Regions from separate parts of the Mus musculus genome. Here region 1 is linked to region 2. The links are chromatin contacts, called in public Hi-C maps. All regions are on one chromosome and are shown on one strand. The core of a region is the stretch at or near the end of the contact, and the rest is flanking DNA. Distances in the headings are between cores, read along the strand shown.

What was found. Hi-C and Micro-C count contacts between places; a contact is called where the count stands out from the background.
Region 1: a contact with region 2 is called in a Hi-C map of the N1E-115 cell line, with 4 times the contacts expected there. The contact joins two enhancer-like sites. A contact is called at or near these places in 1 of 15 datasets of contacts at CTCF or cohesin (the NIH/3T3 cell line), 3 of 484 Hi-C or Micro-C datasets (the N1E-115 cell line, embryonic stem cells and nephron progenitors) and 4 of 115 datasets of contacts at active chromatin or transcription factors (a beta-TC-6 cell line, embryonic basal ganglia, embryonic stem cells and 1 more).

Annotation. Positions count from the first base shown.
Region 1 is chr10:110,704,429-110,709,854 of GRCm38.p6, forward strand. No RefSeq gene overlaps it. Among named protein-coding and RNA genes, the nearest start is that of Gm36751, 21 kb to the right of the region's middle. Within about 2 kb of position 3,498, at least 16 of the 459 cell types and tissues checked have an H3K27ac peak or open chromatin away from gene starts, as enhancers often do. A contact at or near this core is called in the N1E-115 cell line, where this site is marked.
Region 2 is chr10:110,472,466-110,477,834 of GRCm38.p6, forward strand. No RefSeq gene overlaps it. Among named protein-coding and RNA genes, the nearest start is that of 9230102K24Rik, 130 kb to the right of the region's middle. Within about 2 kb of position 1,801, at least 2 of the 459 cell types and tissues checked have an H3K27ac peak or open chromatin away from gene starts, as enhancers often do. A contact at or near this core is called in the N1E-115 cell line, where this site is marked.

The sequences.
Region 1 (5,426 bases), core at 2,248-4,747, 230 kb after region 2:
CCAGACTGCTTTCTTATAGAGCGCAGGGCCAGCAGCAGCAGGGGTGGCACTGCCCACAATGAGCTGGGCCCTTCCCCATCAATCACTGATCAAGAAAATGCCCTATAGGCTTATTTATAACCCAGTCTTATAGAGGCACTATTTTAATTGAAGTTCTCACTATTTTAACTGAAGTTCTAGCCTTTCAGATAACTTTAGTTTGTGTCAAATTGACATAAAACTAGCCAACACACAGGCACACACATGCACGGACGCATGAGTGCGCATGTGCACACAAATCATTCACAGAGAATAGATTTCATACACTATCAAACATAATGATGGTATTTTGGCTTCTCAGTAACAACAGCAGAAGCGATGAAGCAAGGCAGTGACCTGTAAGCTGAGAACGAAGATGACTGACCATGTAGCATTCTGTATCCAACTGAACTATCTGGTGTGAAGGTGGGATAAATGCAGCTTAGAATTTGGAAAATCTTAAAAGCTTCCCCTCCCATCCTAATATTCTCTGGAAGCTGAAGGATGAATCCATGAAAATAGAGAATGAGTATAGAGGACTCATGATTGAAAGGATACAATGTTAGCATTTGCTCTAGGCTCCGCCCAACAGTTACCTAGCAACAGCCAGGTAAGGCTGTAAAGGACTGTTCAGCTCTCGCTCTCTCTCTCTCTCTCTCTCTCTCTCTCTCTCTCTCTCTCACACACACACACACACACACACACACACACACACACCAAGGCTGGTCTCTTCCCCTCTTTCTTCCTCTCTCCTCTCTCTGTCCTCTGTCCCTCACCTTTCTCTGACTCTACTCCCTCCTCTAGGCCCCCTTCCCTTCCCCACCAAATAAACTCCCTTTTATACTAAGCCTGTGCTATGGTGGATAACTCAGAGGGAACGCCTCGGCATGGGCCTGCTGAGGCGCTCACACCATTTTATAAAACACAACACCCAACACAGAGAGAAAGAAGGAGTATTGAGTTCCTGAAGATGATAGAATATCTCTTCCAACGATGATAGAATATCTCTGTATTTGTTCTTTGAAGATTTTGACAACTGGGGAGAACATAGGGTTAAATTCATGGTAAGTAAATTCTTTTCATTAGCCAGCAAGCAACTCGTGAGGCTCAGACTGCAGGATCGCAAATTCAAGCACAACATAGAAACCCCTTATCAAGAAAAAACAAAAAAAAAAAACAAAATTAACAATAAAATTAAAAGTGGGTAGAAGAAAAGAATTACAAAAAAAAAAAAAAGAAAAAAGGAAAAAAGATAATCATTAATCTCAGAACAAACAAATCTTGAACCTTAAAAGGAAAATAATGACGTTCTGCTATAAATTACAAGTAACCAGGAGCCTGGAGCAATGTCTCCGTGTTAACTGCATGATCGGCTTCCTGCAGAGGACAAAGTTCCCAGTGCCCACAAGGCAGCGCGCGACCCATGTAATTCCAGCTCCGTAGGTCTGCCGCCCCCTTCTGGCCTCTGTGGGTACTTCCCTCACACGCCCAAACCTACATACAGACATGCACATGTACACATAATTTAAAATAAAATACTTCAAAATTCAATAAAAAGATTAACCATCTACTGAATGGTGAAAGTTATTAAAAATCTGGATGTGAATTCACCCACATATTTGAATGCATTAAGTGCATTATAAAGGATGGAGATGTGTGTGAGAGACTGGGAGGAAAAGGATGGCAGTAAAAAAGGATGAACCTTCATCCTCCATAGCAAGAAAACGGTAAATAATGGCTAAAACCGAAAACTCAAGAAAGACACGCAAGTATTTGTAAAACACCAGCAAAAATACCTAAGATAGCTTAAGTTGTTTGCTATTTGGCAATGAGGGTTGTGGAAGAAGAGGGTTTCATCAGAAAACCCTGTGCATTTTAGGAAGCACCTTATAGAATTACTTGACCAGGCTGTGGGACTCCACAGCTCTTTAGCCCATCCCCATTCCCGACGCTTCTTTTTTTTTTTCTTAATACATTGTCCAACCTGGCAGGCATGCCCTTTCTCCATTGTGACAGTAGCTGGGATTTTCACCTAACCTGAATTAAGCTTTTTTTTTTCCTAAGTTCTAACAAAAAATCACCCTTTTACTTAAAAATAAAATTACAATGTGTGTGTGGACATGGAATTTTGATTACAAAGAAAAATTTAAATTAATATAGCAGTAATTAAACATGTTGATGGAAGTGCCTAACACAGTGCTTCTCTCTGTAACACTGTGGTTCTCAACCTTCCTTTTATACAGCTCCTCATGTTGGGGTGACCCCCCCGTCATAAAACTACTTTCATTACTATTTCATAACTAATTTTGCTGCTGTTATGAATCAATGTACATATCTATGTTTTCCGATGGGTTGTTTTTTTGTTTGTTTGTTTGTTTGGGTTTTTTTGTTTTTTGGGGGGGGGGGCGGGGCAACTCCCTGTGAAGGGGTCGTGACCCACAGGTTGAGAACCGCTGCTATACTCTTCTATCCGGGTGCTCGGTAAACATGGGCTGGCTATTCAAGCAATAGCGAGAGCAGATCCCACATCATGAATTAATCTAACTTGCAAGGTTGACCTCGCCTCTCCTTCAGAGAGCCCCCCCACCCCCTGCAAAGCTGAGAGCATGTCGCTTAGAATCCAAACGCTGTGAAATTACAAAGCAACGCCAGCCCATGAGGAAAACAAGAATGAGAGAGAACAAGAAATTAAATCAAATCTTCATTAGAGGATAATTAAGGCCAACCCCCTGAATATTTCTGCATCCTCTCCAGGATGCTAATCATAGAAATTGATGGCGAATTGGTTTCTACTCCAGCCACCTCCACCACATGTCTGTGTTTATCACGCCTGCTCTTTGTTCCCAAATACCCTCTGAGGGTCTGAAATCATCAAAAACTAACCTACAACACTCCATCCAACTATGTCCCCCGACTCTAGTATGGGAACTGTACTATCAAGGCTGCTCGTGGCTTGGTCATGTTTTTGTTTATGCATTTCCCTGGCCTTTGGAAGATCAAATATTAACCTGAAATCATCTGGCCTAGTGCAGCCCTAGATTCCTGGAACTTGACTTTCTGATTCAATCAATCTCCACTGAACAGGAGGGCAGAGGACTTGCCGCCAACTGACAGGCCTGCTGAGTTTAACATTTCAGGCTCAAATTTTGGTTACTGTTTAACCAAAGCAGCTAGAAGTCGTTGTCCAGAGCAAAGGACATCTCCCCTTTCCTGGCGACTTGGGCTATTGATCTTGTGCCTCTCGGTTCCCTTTTCTGTCAATTTATGCAAAACCAGCACATGCAGAGGAGGATGGAAACGGTGATAATTAATTTCATTATGACTTTAACCTTAATATATGAGAGCAGACGAGAGTTTAATTAGAGAGTGTCTGACATTAATTTTCTTTTATTATGCAGCGTCTCTGTGCTGCCCCCCTGTGTCAGACCCTCTCGAATCCTCGAGGTTGCAATGCATGATGACTCGTTCGTTGCAGCTTGTGAGAGGACAGAAACGTCAAGCTCTGCGTAAGGTAGTCTTCTCGTGGTTGCACAGAACAGTGACCCAGTTGAATCCTGTGGCCTGCAGCCAATATAGAAGGACGTGTGCCCTGGTCATGGTAAACTATACTTACCTGAGAGCATTGTTACCAAGATTAAGTAAATAAAATAAGATAATATGGCTCTGAGTTCTGAGACCAGTGCCCTGAGTTTAGAGTGTTTAACACTTGTTAGCTCTTAACGTGATTATCACTGTCACCCTATAGGTGATCTAATAATGTCCCTGACCTCTCTATGCCTTTCTCCTCTCCGCTGGCCAAAGGGGACAGTGATTCACTACGTCTGCCTCAAAGTAGAAAGCATTGAAGAATATTATCTCAGCAAATGTTCTTGTTCCAGATCTTGTCTGCTAATTGGTGCCCAATGCCTGCAGGACTAAGTCTTTCCTGTAGTGTACAGCCTGGATGCTAACAGGAATTAATACCCACCCTGAGCCTTCTTTTTTTCCCAACAAGTCCAGTCTTTCAGCCAGGAAGTTACTAAAAAGGCTTGTGTTATATTTATGAGTTATTAGGGCCACCATCCAAGCAAGGGCTGCTGTTTGAGAAGAGTTGCTATGACGCCTTTCCTTCTCCTGCGTGTGCCCTGAGGGGCTGCCACACAGATTTTAGACCTCTCTTGGGTGGTTCATGGCACCGCTCTCCTCTGCAAACACAGCAAGTGTGCGTGTCTAGCTGATGGTGGGCTGCAGCTACTGAGCTGCTTCCCAAAGACCAACCCCATGGAAGAGACACTCATAATGTCTTACACCTTCAACCAGCTACCATTTCATGGAGTTACCTTCCAATTTTTCCTATAACTTTCCTCACATGTGAGCACACGAGGATATTCGTAGGATTCATTTAAATTCCTGTTTTTCATTCTCTCCTCATAAACATCACCAACTTACAGGTGGTTTTCATTCCTTCTTCTCATTACCCAAGCATCTCCATGCCTAGGTTGAATTCTGATTTTCTTATTCTATTCCTTATTTCTGACTCTTGGAGATATTGGTTGCTACATAGCTGTTATGAGACTCCTTGTTCTCTTTCTCCTCACTTTATTCTCATTCTCTCTCTCTCTCTCTCTCTCTCTCTCTCTCTCTCTCTCTCTCTCTCTCTGCCAGTGTGTGTGTGTATGCATGTGTCTCTGTCTCACTCTCTCTCTCTCTCTCCCTCTCTCCCTCTCTCTGTCTTTCTCTCTCTGTGTCTCTCTCTCTGCGAGTATGTGTGTGTGTGCACATGTGTGTGTGTGTGTTTCTCTCTCTCTGTGTCTGTGTCTGTGTGTGTCTTTCTCTCTCTCTCTCTGAGAGTGTGTGTAGTGCACCTGTGTGTGTGCACGTGTGTCCCATGTATGTGACTGTGTGGACACTCACATCCACTTGCACACATATGGAAGCCAAGGCAAGTTGTTAGGTATTCTCCTATATTGCTATGTATACTACAGCCTTGAGACAATGTCTCTCACTGAACTAAAATTTTGCCATTCCTGCTAACCTGGCTGACCAGCAAACTCTTGGGATACATCTGTCTCTGTCCCCTAGTGTAGAGGTTATAAGCACACGCAGTCATAGCAGGCACTGAGCATGAGTGTTGAGGGTTCAAATTTAAATCCTCATGCTTGCCTCTCTCTGAGTCACCTCTCTGCCCTCTCGCTCTCATTTTTTTTTCTTTTCCATTTTTATTAGGTATTTAGCTCATTTACATTTCCAATGCTATACCAAAAGTTCCCCATAGCCACCCACCCCCACTCCCCTACCCACCCACTCCCCCCTTTTGGCCCTGGCGTTCCCCTCGCTCTCATTTTAAATCCCTCTCTCGGAGTTTCTCTTAACCATCCTGTGAGGAGGGAGTTCTTTAGCCTCTTCCTCTGTTGTCAGACCCTGTGTAG
Region 2 (5,369 bases), core at 551-3,050:
GGAGCTGATACAGAGGCCATGAAGGGATGTAAGTTACTTAATGGCTTGCTTCCCCTGGCTTGCTCAGCTTGCTTTCTTATAGAACCCAAGACTACCAGCCCAGGGATCGCACCACCCACAATGGGCCCTCCCACCCTTGATCACTAATTGAGAAAATGCCTTACAGTTGGATCTCATGGAGGCATTTCCTTAAGGGAGGTTCCTCTCTCTGTGATAACTCCAGCTTGTGTCAAGTTGACACACAAAACCTCTCCTCGGTCTTCGCTGGCCTCTCTGTATTACATCCTCTCACTTGTATCTCTAAGAGAAAACCGTGGTAGATAATTCCTTTGTGGTACCAGGGCAAATCTTGGCACCTCTGTTGGAGAAGTAAATTCTAAGTAAGCCATGTCCTGCTGCATACAAGTTAAGAAAATAGAAAACTGTCCTCTGCCACAGATCTAGCACCAGGGTCCTAGAAACCTGAAAGAACACACATACAAACAGAAAGGCTAGCATCAAGTGAGTCATGTGCTCTGATAGAGATGTGCTGGTGGCAGTCCAGAAACTCAGCACACTTATTGTGTATATCTGAAGGGAAGCAGGGGGTTGAACTCATATCAATGGGAGGGCTCTGACAGGGAGCAGTCTCCCTGTAAACACAGGGGAGGAGGAAACTAGGGTTGATACTTTCTGTAAACACTGTCAACACACAGAGCAGGGTAAGGCTTTGCCATCCCCATTGGGTCTGAGGCATTGGGTTTCTTGAGATGCTGGTGGCCATATCAACAATACATATTCAATTAGGACTTCATCCCTACAGTCCAGAGCTTGTTGGGTAGGTATTACTGTTATACCAAAGAACAGCAGCAGCAATAACAACAACAACAACAACAACAAAAACCAACTAAACAAACAAACAAAAACCCACCAAAACACCAAAGATGTCATTTTAATTAGGCTCAGAAATGATGGGAATATAAAACATTAACTTTGATCCTCTCTCAGGCACACTCAATTGAACCTAAATGTTATGTTTCTTAACACTAAGAGCAAAATGAAATAAAAATCAAGAAAAGCAAAGATCTGTGCCTAAGTTATAAGACCACTACTCACGCCATTGAGATCAGAGTTAAACTAAGACTTGCTTTAAAGCGATGGATAATGAAGTTGATTTCAGAAATTATGTCTCTGTGCTCAAAGTGAAATACTGAATTGGAAATATCTAATAGGAACTTGGATTTTACATAAACACACACACAGGAAAGGAAGCCTACTGTCCTTGTTAGGATCTTACTCTGTCAGTAAATTATATATATATATATTTTTTTTTACATTATATTATATATATATAATTTACATCATTTCCACACTTCCTACCCACTTAATAAAACTCCTCCAGTTCCCCCCTACTCCCTCAAAATTATGACTTCTTCTATTATTAATAGTAGTATTGATCATCATCATAGTAATAGTAGCAATAATAATAGGGTATCTATAAATACAACCCGCTGAGTCCATTTAGTATTGCTCATATGCACATGCTGACCTTGGGATTGGATAACCTACCAAGGAGGTCATTGCTGGAAAAGACCGAATCTCCATTTCTTGGTAACCACTAATTGCCTGTAGCTCTTAATCTAGTGATGGAGCCTCTGGAAACTCCTCCCCCACCCCACCCACATTGGCATGTTTACTATAAGATAGTTTCTTTTATTCTTTTTGTTTTTTTTTTTTTTAGGAAGCATGATTAGTTTCACTATAGACAAGGAAGTCTTTCTCTCCTTGGAAGTTGGTGGGAGTCCTAAGCATGAGCTCCTCCAGAGGAAGAGAGTGGGATTGGTAAGGATGAGTCATCTAAAAAGGATATGGACTACGCAATACAGCCTGTGACATGTGGATGGAAACAAATGTCAATGCAAAACAGAAGTCTTGAAGAGATAAAGCAGAAACCCAGGAGAGAAAACAGTATCAAATGATGATGTCAACAGTATCAAATGTCATGGAAGAATCAGAGGAACCAGGACTCCCAAAATCAATCTATGTAATTCTTAGAAAAGTAAAGATTTCTGAGTCCAGATATATGCTAGATACTCTTATTTATATTTAATAATCTTAAGGAGAGTTTAGCAGTGACCAGAAAAAGGAAGAAAATTCTGGAAAGGGAAGATTGAGCAACACAAAAAGGGTACCTTGTGAGAATAACAGGGTCAAGATAGAAGTTGGCTTTGTTTTATTCCTTCATAGTAAAAGAGAAGAAATTGTTTGTTTGAAGGCAAGCAATAATAAGCCCATTGACAGAGAAAGAGAGAGAGAAAGAGAGAGAGAGAGAGATTGGAGGGGCTGTTAAATGACTGCAATGGTAAATGTTAAAACATTAAAGACTCTGCATTACTTAGCAATTTTTGCTTTCTATAGTAGCATTGGCTTAGTTTACTAATGCATGTAATAAAACTATTTTTCTTTATCAGCTCTCTTTGTCTCTCTGCCATGTACTTTCATGGCTCTTCATTCTTAAAAAAAAAAGTATTCCATCATGTCCTTGTGAACAGTTAATTAATTTTACAATGACATATAATCATCAGCCTAATTGTTGATCCAATTCCAAATTTATAAATTAGACTGCTTTTTTTTTCTTTAATCACTAGGGAATTTCAAGTTTTTCCTGGAAAAAAATGCATAGTGTCCCATAGCACATAACTGATTTCAATAAAATATTCTAAGTTTTAGCTCATAAAAGTGATATTTCTATAACCCCAAAGCCACTTATGTCATAGAACTTTCTCAAAAACTTAGACAAATGTATCTGTGAAATACTCTAATTACCCAAAAGCAGTGTCCTCATTTTTTACATTACTAGGCTCTTCCAAATACCACTATTACAATCATTAATTCTAAATTGGCACGGTTCCACCTCTGTTCTGGGTGTAATGTCTCACCTAGTCGTAGGCAAGTGCCTGGGGCACCCAAAGCCCTTCTCCTTTCCCAGAAGCCACAGCAGCACCATTGTCTAAGACAGAGATTCAACCTCAGCATCACTGGCTGCTTCCTTGACATTTCTTGGCAAACCTCCCGAGCCTAAATGTCCCTTGGGCGAGATAAAATGTCACTGTGGATGGATATCAACTTCTCTCAAAATTAAATCCTGTCCTAGACACGCAGATCTATAGTACCAACCTCCTCACCACCCGACAGCCATTTTGGGGAGATGATTGCTGGGTAATTCCCTCAGAAACAATAAGCTGGGATCGCCAGAGGAAGCATCTGTAGATATTTCCCTGCCTCTCTCAGAAACAAGGTGGGGGAACTGAGGAGAAAAGAAGGAACAGTACTTGTGTCTTTGCTACACCAAACATAAAGAAGATCAAAATTCGGTCAATGATTACACAATTAGCCAACCTCCTTTTTAGGCAAAGGAAGTCATTCTAAATTAAGTGGAAACAGGGCTACTTATACAATCAATTCCCAATAACTGTTAAAACATTTGGAGGTGCTTACACTTCCCATAAATATCTACAATTCCCATAAATATTGTGTGTATGTGTATTGGTAGGTTTGCAAGTGTTGGCAGGTATGCATGAACACGCATGTATATGTATGTGGAAGCCCAACATCAACCCTGGGCCTTATGCTTCAGAAGCTGTCTATCTTAATTTTGAGATGGGGTGTCTTACTGGCCTTGAGTTTGCCCATTCAACTAGACTGGGAAGCCAGCAAGACCCACCTGCTGCTGGCCTCCCCATTAAGCAAGCACCAACACACCCAGTTTGTTTGAGTTCTTGTTTTTTCAAGTACTTTCTTAGGATGCAGCCTAAGTCCTCTTGCTTGCAAAGTAAGCGGTTTACTGAGCTGTCTCCTAACCCCCATAAAGATTATTTATAGTGTACATCACAGTCATCTTATGATAAAAGGATAAGCAGATGGCAATTGTGACATATTGTTATTTAGACAACAGTAAAACTGAAAACACACTAGGAATATAAAGTTTTCCTCTTGTCATTACAAAATTATTCACCCAATGTTATGCAAAATCCTCCCCAAAACTCCTTTGCTATAGTCTCCCTATTGTGCTATACTCCCTGAAGTATTAATGTCAAATAATTATAAGGTTCTTTCATATTCTAGAGACACAAATTATAGGCAAAGACTTCAAAACACTCTGAAGAATTACTTCTCAGAAGTAATGCTCATACAGTTCACCTGGGGAGCTTGTCAAAATGCTGACTCTAAGTTAGGCAGTCTGAGGTAGGGCCAGAAATCCGTGAGAGTCTGTGTTTCTAATAAGCCCCCTCCTCCAATTTTGAAGAGCAAGACCCTGAAAAGAATGTCCAAGGTAGGGTACAGAGGATACCAAAGAACCAGAAATGGGTTCTATATATACATATACATATACATATACATATACGTATACGTATACACATACACATATACATACACACACACACACACACACACACATATATATATACATATATATATATATATGTATATATATATATATATATATACACATGTATGCACAGTTGGTAAAGAGATAACAGAGACTATATAGGCTAAGCAATAGATTTGCAGTGAGCAAGCTAGAGTTCAGGTTCAAGAGCTGGCACAATGGAGACCCAAGAAGAAGGTAGGTAGCCAGTTTTAAGGACCAAAGGCAGAGAAGAGCAGTGTCCCAGTTCAAATGGAGTTTCCCTTGCACAAGGGGCTCAGCTCCTTGGTTCTATTTGGGCTTTCAAATTCTTGCAAGGGCAGTGCAAACACGATAGAGAAAAATCAGCTTGACTTGGCCCTACCAATTCAAATATTAATCCCATTCAAAAACACATCCTTATAATTCCACAAAATTAGTGTTTGACCAAACACCTGCGTGCGGATGGCCCCGTCAAGCCGACACATAAAACTAACCATCGTCAAAAAAACAACCTTTCAACAAGCCTCAATAACCTATTTGAAGTAATTACAAATAAATCATTCAAAGACGCTCAACTTAATTAGAGCTTGCTTGACCTATAATAAGTTAAGAGTACTGTTGTTCGAAAATAGTATTTGCTATTGGAAGTAATAGAAATCATACTTAAAGAAGCCGGATATTTAGGTCAGAAACCTCGTTTTAGATGCTGAAAAGCCTTGGAAGATGGTAGACAGCATCTATGCAAGATTCTCTTGAGAATAACGGAGAGAGAGTTGGAGGTCAGCTATCCTGAAACTTAGTGACAGCAGAAAACACTAGAATTGGTAACAGAGGAAAAAATGGGAAACTTTATATAGCACAACAGAAGGAGAGCTCAGAGTCTGTTCCAGGAGGATTAGCCCCAGTTGGGAAGCACTTTTCTCACAGTGAGACAGACGATGCAGCTGCTGCGGACTGGAGTCATTGCTTAAGACAAAGT